Regions from separate parts of the Capra hircus genome. Here region 2 is linked to region 1. A link is a contact called in public Hi-C data. All regions are on one chromosome and are shown on one strand. The core of a region is the stretch at or near the end of the contact, and the rest is flanking DNA. Distances in the headings are between cores, read along the strand shown.

Region 1 (3,792 bases), core at 746-3,245:
GAGTCAAGTGAAAAGCTATAGATGTGGCAGCCCTGTAATTATCTCACAAGTGAGTCACACTGAAGAAATTCTCTTAAAATTTGTTCTGTGTCTTACCCTTTCCTGAGATAGCAATATTTTTCCTTGGAACTGGAACTAGAAGTAATCAAATAAAAGGTGCTAAGTAATAAAGATTTTGGCAATTGTCCTAATCTCTATCAGAGAAGCCAAACGGGGGGGGAAAAAAAAACCAAACACAAAAACAGTCTTTTAATTCACCTCTTTTTTTAGTATAATGACTAAGCACATAAACAGCCTGAGCTGAATCCTTGCGCTGCCGTTTCAAATGAAGGGTAACCTTGGTAAGATAGTCAATGTGTCTGTGCCTTAGTTTTCTCACTTATAAAATGAGGACAATAATAAAACCTTTTAGGATATTGTCAGAACTGAATGAACATATGTACATATGGCTTTTTAAGGGAGGTGATAAGTTAAGAACTGATGACAAAAATATGAAAATTTGGGGAAGAGCATTCTGGTAAAGTTTCTAAGAGGCGCTCAGAGAGCACAGAGCAGACTGATGGTGGGAATGAATAGCAGCCTGGGCACGAGCAATAAAAGGTACAAAGTGAAAAGCTGTATGGGATCTGGTTTTGTAAGGCTCTGTGAGTCTGCATAAGGACTTAGGATATCATTTTTCCGTGCAACAGGGAGCTCTTGGAAATTTAGTTTTCAAGTACAAGGCTGGCATGACCTATTTTTTTATAACTATTTTCATTAAGGCTTACTGTAATCAGCATGGTGACACATAACTAAGTGGTACTGAATATGGACCCAAGAAAAAGACCTGCAGAGAATTTTGACAAATTGAACTTAACAAAAGGGCAAAAGCAATTCAATGGGGGAAGGATAACCATTTCAACAAATGGTGATGGAGCAACTGGCCATTCACAGATAAAATAATGAAAATGACCTGAAACTCATAATGTAAATAAAATTAACTCCAAAAGAATCATTTGCACTTAAATGCAGTAAAAGTTTTAGAAAAAATGAATTAACAGGATGAGATTTTTAGGATCTAGGGCTAGGTAAAGAGTTGCTAGACTATGTTACCAAAAGCACAATCCACAGAAAGAAAGGTCAATAAATTTGATCTCATTTGTTCTGTGAAAGACCTGTGTAAGAGAATGAAAAGATAAGTTACAGACTAGGAGAAAATATTTACAAGAGACTTGCCTGACAAAAAAACTAGTGTCTAAAATACGTAAATATCTCAAAATGTAGCTTATAAAGCAAGCAGTCCAATTAGGAAATGGGCAAAAAACTTGAAGAAACATTTCATCACAGAGCAAATAAATACTTGAAAAGAGGTGCTTGTCTCTAATGGCATCATTTTCTATTAGGGAAAAGTAAATTATTGATAAAACCACAATAGGTTAATACTGCACACCTGTCACAATGACTGAAGTACAAAAGAACAGCAAATACCACTGAGGATGTGAGGAAACTGCATGCCTCACACATTGCTGGGGAGGAATATAAACTGTTGCAGCCACTCTGGAAACAGTGCAGTGTTCCTTATGAGTCTAAACAGCAGTTACTGTATGACCCAGCAAAAGCATATCCCAGGGAAACCTGGACATGAATGTCCCAGCCCAAACTGGAAATAGTCCAGGTGTTCCTCAAAGGTGAAGTGTTAAATGATGACACATAGGTACCATGGAATCCTATTCAGCAACAAAAAAGAATGACACATGAAACAACCAGGCTGAGTCTTGAGGCAGTTATTCAGAGTGAAAGAAGCCAATCCCCAAAGGTCACATATCGAATGATTCCATTTATAGAACAGTCTTGAAAAGACAGAGGTAGGATGTGGAGAACATTAATGGTTGCCAGGGGTCAGTACCTGACCCCTGGGGGTTGGGGGTAGGAAGAGGCAGGAGGTGATTATGTCTATGAATGGATAACAGGAGGGATCCATGTAGCAATGGAATCCTGCTATATCTTGTCTGTATCACTGTGAGCTTCTTGGTTGTGAATTTGTGCTACAGTTTGTGAATTTGAGCTACTGTTTTGTAACTGCTTCCCTCGTAGCTTAGATGGTAAAGTATCTACCTGCAGTGCAGGAGACTGGTGTTCGACCTCTGGAAGAGGAAATGACAACCCACTCTAGCATCCTTGCCTGGAGAATTCCATAGACAGAGGAGCCTGGAGGGCTATAGTCCACTGAGTCACACAGAGGCAAACACAACTGAGCAACTAATACTTTTAACTTCTGCAAGATATTACCACTGAGAAAAACTGGACAGAGGGTACATGGCATCTATCTGTATTATTTCTTACAACTGCATTGAATCTACAGTTGTTTCAAAATAAGTTTAGTTAAAGAAGGAAGCTTCCCTGGTGGCTCAGAGGTTAAAATGTCTGCCTCCAATGCTAGAGACCCAGGTTTCGATCCCTGGGTTCGATCCCTGGGTTGGGAAGATCCCCTGGAGAAGGAAATGACAACCCACTCCAGTATTCTTGCCTGGAGAATCCCATGGTCAGAGGAGCCTGGTAGGCTACAGTCCATGGGGTCGCAAAGAGTCGGACATGACTGAGCGATTTCAACAACAACAACTTTGAAAAACCCCATTATTTCAGCTGATCACTAGAGAATGTATGGCCTCCAGCCCATTTTTCTGATTTAACTGCTCAGAAACAGGATATTTGTCTTGTACTTTTAGGAGGGCTTTCAGGTGATGCTATATGCAAATAGGATGCAGGAGCTCTGCACAGCTGCACATTAATCCCCCTGGGCTTTGCGTGCAGGATGTTGCTCATGCCTTCTTTAGGTTGTAATACCTACAATTTGACTTTATATGTCTATGACCTGATCTTGGGGGACCTGTGTCACTCTCTCAGCTGAGACCACCATCTAAGAATACTTAAGATGCAATGGCACCCCACTCCAGTACTCTTGCCTGGAAAATTCCATGGGCGGAGGAGCCTGGTAGGCTGCAGTCCATGGGGTCGCTAAGAGTCCGACACAACTGAGCGATTTCACTTTCACTTTTCACTTTCATGGTTGGAGAAGGAAATGCGACTTAGCAGTAGTAGCAGCAAGATGCATATATATATATATACACACATATCTTACTATTTTACTCTTCAAAGTACATTTTACTGTTTTTCCCAGGGTCCATTCAGCATTTATTTCAGATACCTCAACACCTGTTGAGGTCCTTTTATAGCTGGTAGTTACTGTAATTTTGTCAGCAAGGATGCACAAACTGCTTGTTCATACCTGCAGATTGCTCTTCATCCTTTTGTTGCCACTTCTCTTGAGTATGGGCCCTGGCTGGCAGTCAAATCCTGTGTGTAAACACAACTCATGCAAGTCTTTTTGCAGGGTAGATGTAGGAATCTATTTAAAAACAATAACAGCATCTGATTCAAATTTGGAGTTCCTCTTTTAAGTGCCTGCTGCTTATGATCAGAAACCACAGTAAACTTACTTTATAAGTTTTATGCTTTTTCATGAGAACCACTTTATCTTGTCTTTTTACAGTAATATTAGCATACATTTCATTTTTCTTTGCTTCAGCTACACTTTTAAAGAATATTCTGGCAAAACCCCACTGATAGTACGTTTGTATTTGCTCCTGGGCTTGCCAGACTCTTGATTTTATATTGGCCACTTAATTCTCTGTTGCATTTTGAAGATTATTTATTTGATGTGGAGTTCAGAATGCTTAGCACATAGTAGGTATACAGTGATTGTTATTAAATAAGATTGACAGCTACTTAAGGGTTACTGCTGTGTATCAGCAC
Region 2 (3,564 bases), core at 800-3,299, 420 kb before region 1:
TTGTCTTAATGTGATGGAAACAAAGTGACATGGTGTTTCTGCATCGTTACATTTCCCCTTACTAGCAAAGAACCCCACATGTTGCTATGGGATTCACATATGCATTTTTTAACTTGGTTTGCAAATTAGTAATCAGATAAAATTAGGAATTATTCTTTTATAATAATAGAATCAAAGAGTTGAAAACATTCAAGTAGGCACCAAAGTTAGCAAAGTGGTGTATACTCTCCTTTCCACAGACCTGCCTGTGTTCTTGGCTGGCTATAGGTAGCCTTGTAGCAGTATCTACAAATCAGGCTTTGAAAAGAAGAAACATTGTGTTGTAACTCTGGGTGACATTAGAGGGCGTAGTGCTACCAAGTTACTCGCTTTGCTGTGCTTCAGTTCAGTTCAGTCACTCTGTTGTGTCTGACTCTGCAACCCCATGGACTGCAGCACGCCAGGCCTCCCTGTCCATCTACAACTCCCAAAGCTTGCTCAAACTCATGTCCATCGAGTCGGTGATGCCATCCAACCATCTCATCCTCCATCGTCCCCTTCTCTTGCTGTGCTTAGAATGCAGAAAACTGTTAAAGAGTTTTTTTTTCAGCAATTAAATGAGGGAATTAACCCCGTGGAGAAGACTCCGCTTACCTGCCCTATTTTGCACTTGGGGTCTAACTTTTAACAAAAAACCAGTGAAATTGGATCTTTTAATTGGCCGTTCTTGATCTTAGGCTCCTGATAAATGAAAGGATTTGTGTCTACCAGCATTCTCATGTTTAAAAAGAGAGACCGAGGTAAAGTTAGTCTAGGATAACATTTCTTGGTTTTATAGGCCATTATGTGATAAATAAGGAGGGGGGAAAAAAAGGTCTGTGGTGAAATAAGTTTAGCAAACACTGGGCTGAACAAAGTCATTGAGGTTCTGTTATTGTCAGACTTTAATGAGCTAATAGGCTCTGAATGGACTCAAGGAGTACATAGGATGCAGGATTTCCCAGCAGAATCCCCTTTTCAGAATGCTGTTAGGGGAGAGGGGAAAGGGGCGGGGAGAGAGAATGTGTGTGTATGTTACTCAGTGGTGTCTGACTCTTTCGGGATTCCATGGACTGCAGCCCGCCAGGCTCCTCTGTCCATGGGATTTCCCAGGCAAGAGTACTGGAGTGGGTTGCCACTTCCTTCTCCAGGGGATCTTGCCCACCGGGAGATGGAACCCAGGTCTCCTGCATTGCAGGCAGATTCTTTACCCTCTGAGCCACCAGGGAAGCCCAAAAGGAAGTACAGATTTTGCTGCCAGTGGGAATAGACAGTTAACAAATGAGGCCTCTGTGTGATGTGGCGGTGACGGTAGGTAACGGAGGGATTCAGGCCCCATCTAAAGGGCCAGCTCCTGCTCAGCAAGAGATTCTCTACCGAAAGAGAAAGTGAGCCGTGTTGCTAGAACTTCCAGTGCTTAAAGAAATGCACATTTGGTGGGAAACCATCCTATTTTACAAAATTAGCAACTGAGGCTTTTAAAAACACTGCAGATGAAACGTCTGCTCTCTCAGGCTACATAGCCTGAGGGCTGCCAACCCGCGGCTTCAGCAAGAGTCTGGCAGGAGCTCAGAAGTCTCCAGGCCTGGCATGCCTTCCCCAAGGGTGTGGGAGAGAAAGGCTTCAGACTCTGGGTTTTGAGGGGGGACACAGCAGAGCTCATCACCCTGTCGCTGAACAGTCTGCCGTCTCCCCTCCGCACAGGGCTCCGTGCAGTCCTTCACCCCCTCGCCCGTGGAGTACCACTCCCCAGGACTCATCTCCAACTCCCCCGTGCTGTCGGGCAGCTACAGCAGTGGCATTTCGTCCCTCAGCCGGTGTAGCACGTCAGAGACCTCAGGCTTTGAAAATCAGGTGAATGAACCCTCTGCGGCGCCGCTGGGGTCGGGGCCGGGCTACGGCGGCGGGTCGGAGGAGCCGGTGCGTAAGGAGAGCAAGACGCCGCCGCCGTACAGCGTGTACGAGCGGACTCTGCGGCGCCCCGTGCCGCTACCTCACAGCCTCTCCATCCCCGTCACCGCCGAGCCGCCCGCCTTGCCCCCCAAGCCCCTGGCGGCGCGGTCGGGCCACCTGGAGAACGGGACCAGGAGGACGGACCCCGGCCCGCGGCCCAGGCCCCTGCCCCGGAAAGTCTCCCAGTTATAAGTCCCTTTTCTATTTCCCTGCGACGCATTCTTTGCCGTTTACAAGACATTAAGAGGTATGGTGAAAAGACATCTTTAGTGTAGGCACTTTAATAACTTAACTCAGATTTGTCTTTAGATGAATGGAATTTAAACTCACTTAATAGAATGTTGCACAATATTAAAAGTTACTGACCCCCAACGGCAGATGTCCCCAGTATGGCTGAATTTCATTACACCGTTTCTCGTTTGAAAGTGATAGTGATAAAGCCTTCTTTTGTATCTTTTTATGTTCACTTTTTTTTTTACATAGTTTAATCTCAACCAGTAAAATATTGTCAAACAATACGAAGCGTGATAATGTTGTATACTTTTTACTGAATACTTGATACTTCCTGAAAGCTTATTAAGTCAGTGCACATCCTAAGGCAGTGGTCCTTACCTTAGAAGACTTCTGTAAATAACGTGAGATTTCTGACTCTTTCTAGCAACAGACAAATGAATGCACATCATCCTAATTAACAGTTAAAGCAGGCTAGTGAGATATACACTAAAGGAGTTGCAAGGATTGGGACTGGAAGCGGTTTTGTTCTTGAAACATACTTCTTTCAGGTTGCTTTTGACCTTGACTGCTGTCTACATTCTTCAGAAGCTACTCTACCAGTTGGTTGGTAAACTGTTTAGTACCCTGACCCCATGGTATCTACTGTATTTCTTTTCAAGGTGCAATTTACTTCCAGAGTTCCAATCAGGTTGATGAAGCAAAAGACCCCAGGAGAAATGTTTACTTGAATCTTGTGCTTCTTTAGATAATTTCCACTACCCAATTTGTCATTGAAGAAGAGATGTTCATGTATTAAGTAGGCACAAATTAATGTGTCCCGTTAATAAGAATTCAGGAATCAATACAGGACAGTATTAAATCGATAGAGTAAATGAAAAAAAGTAGAGAAAATATATTAGCATGATTAAATGGCAAAAGGACTTTCAAAAGGCAAGGGCATTAACTTTCAGTCCTGTGCAAAATAAGAAATTCCTCACAACTCCATTGTTACCAGTGGGGCTTGTCTTCTGAACGAATCCTGTTGTCCTTTTGTTAGAGGAGGATGGCTGTAGACGGCTCTAGCTTGAACATTACAACATAGCATCTTAGATCTAGATAGGGATGCTAATGCCACAGTCATAGGAGTGTGAAAAGAGAAAAGCACCTTGTATGTAGTAATGTATTTTGTATCTTGTTTTCTTTACTGACTGTTTATAACACTCAACTGACAATAGATATGAACTGTATTTTAAATCATACTGTTGAATATTTTCCCTCTTTTGTTGGGAAGCTCATTTTAGTTTAATTGTGTTTGTTTTTGTTGCTAGCTTACCCAGAAGGCAGTGACCACTTTTTTATATTCCCTTCGAAACCATTCAG

What was found. Hi-C and Micro-C count contacts between places; a contact is called where the count stands out from the background.
Region 2: a Hi-C map of blood shows a contact between it and region 1, with 6 times the contacts expected there. The contact joins two enhancer-like sites. A contact is called at or near these places in 2 of 5 Hi-C or Micro-C datasets (both in blood).

What each region holds. Positions count from the first base shown.
Region 1 is chr4:63,198,179-63,201,970 of ARS1.2, reverse strand. The region is part of intron 4 of IMMP2L (mitochondrial inner membrane protease subunit 2); the gene reads left to right. Among named protein-coding and RNA genes, the nearest start is that of LRRN3, 220 kb to the right of the region's middle. Within about 2 kb of position 1,995, at least 1 of the 5 cell types and tissues checked has an H3K27ac peak or open chromatin away from gene starts, as enhancers often do.
Region 2 is chr4:63,614,981-63,618,544 of ARS1.2, reverse strand. DOCK4 (dedicator of cytokinesis protein 4) reads left to right here. Exons shown (of 52, transcript XM_005679177.3): 52 at 1,723-3,564. The coding sequence ends at 2,163. Among named protein-coding and RNA genes, the nearest start is that of IMMP2L, 150 kb to the right of the region's middle. Within about 2 kb of position 2,049, at least 1 of the 5 cell types and tissues checked has an H3K27ac peak or open chromatin away from gene starts, as enhancers often do.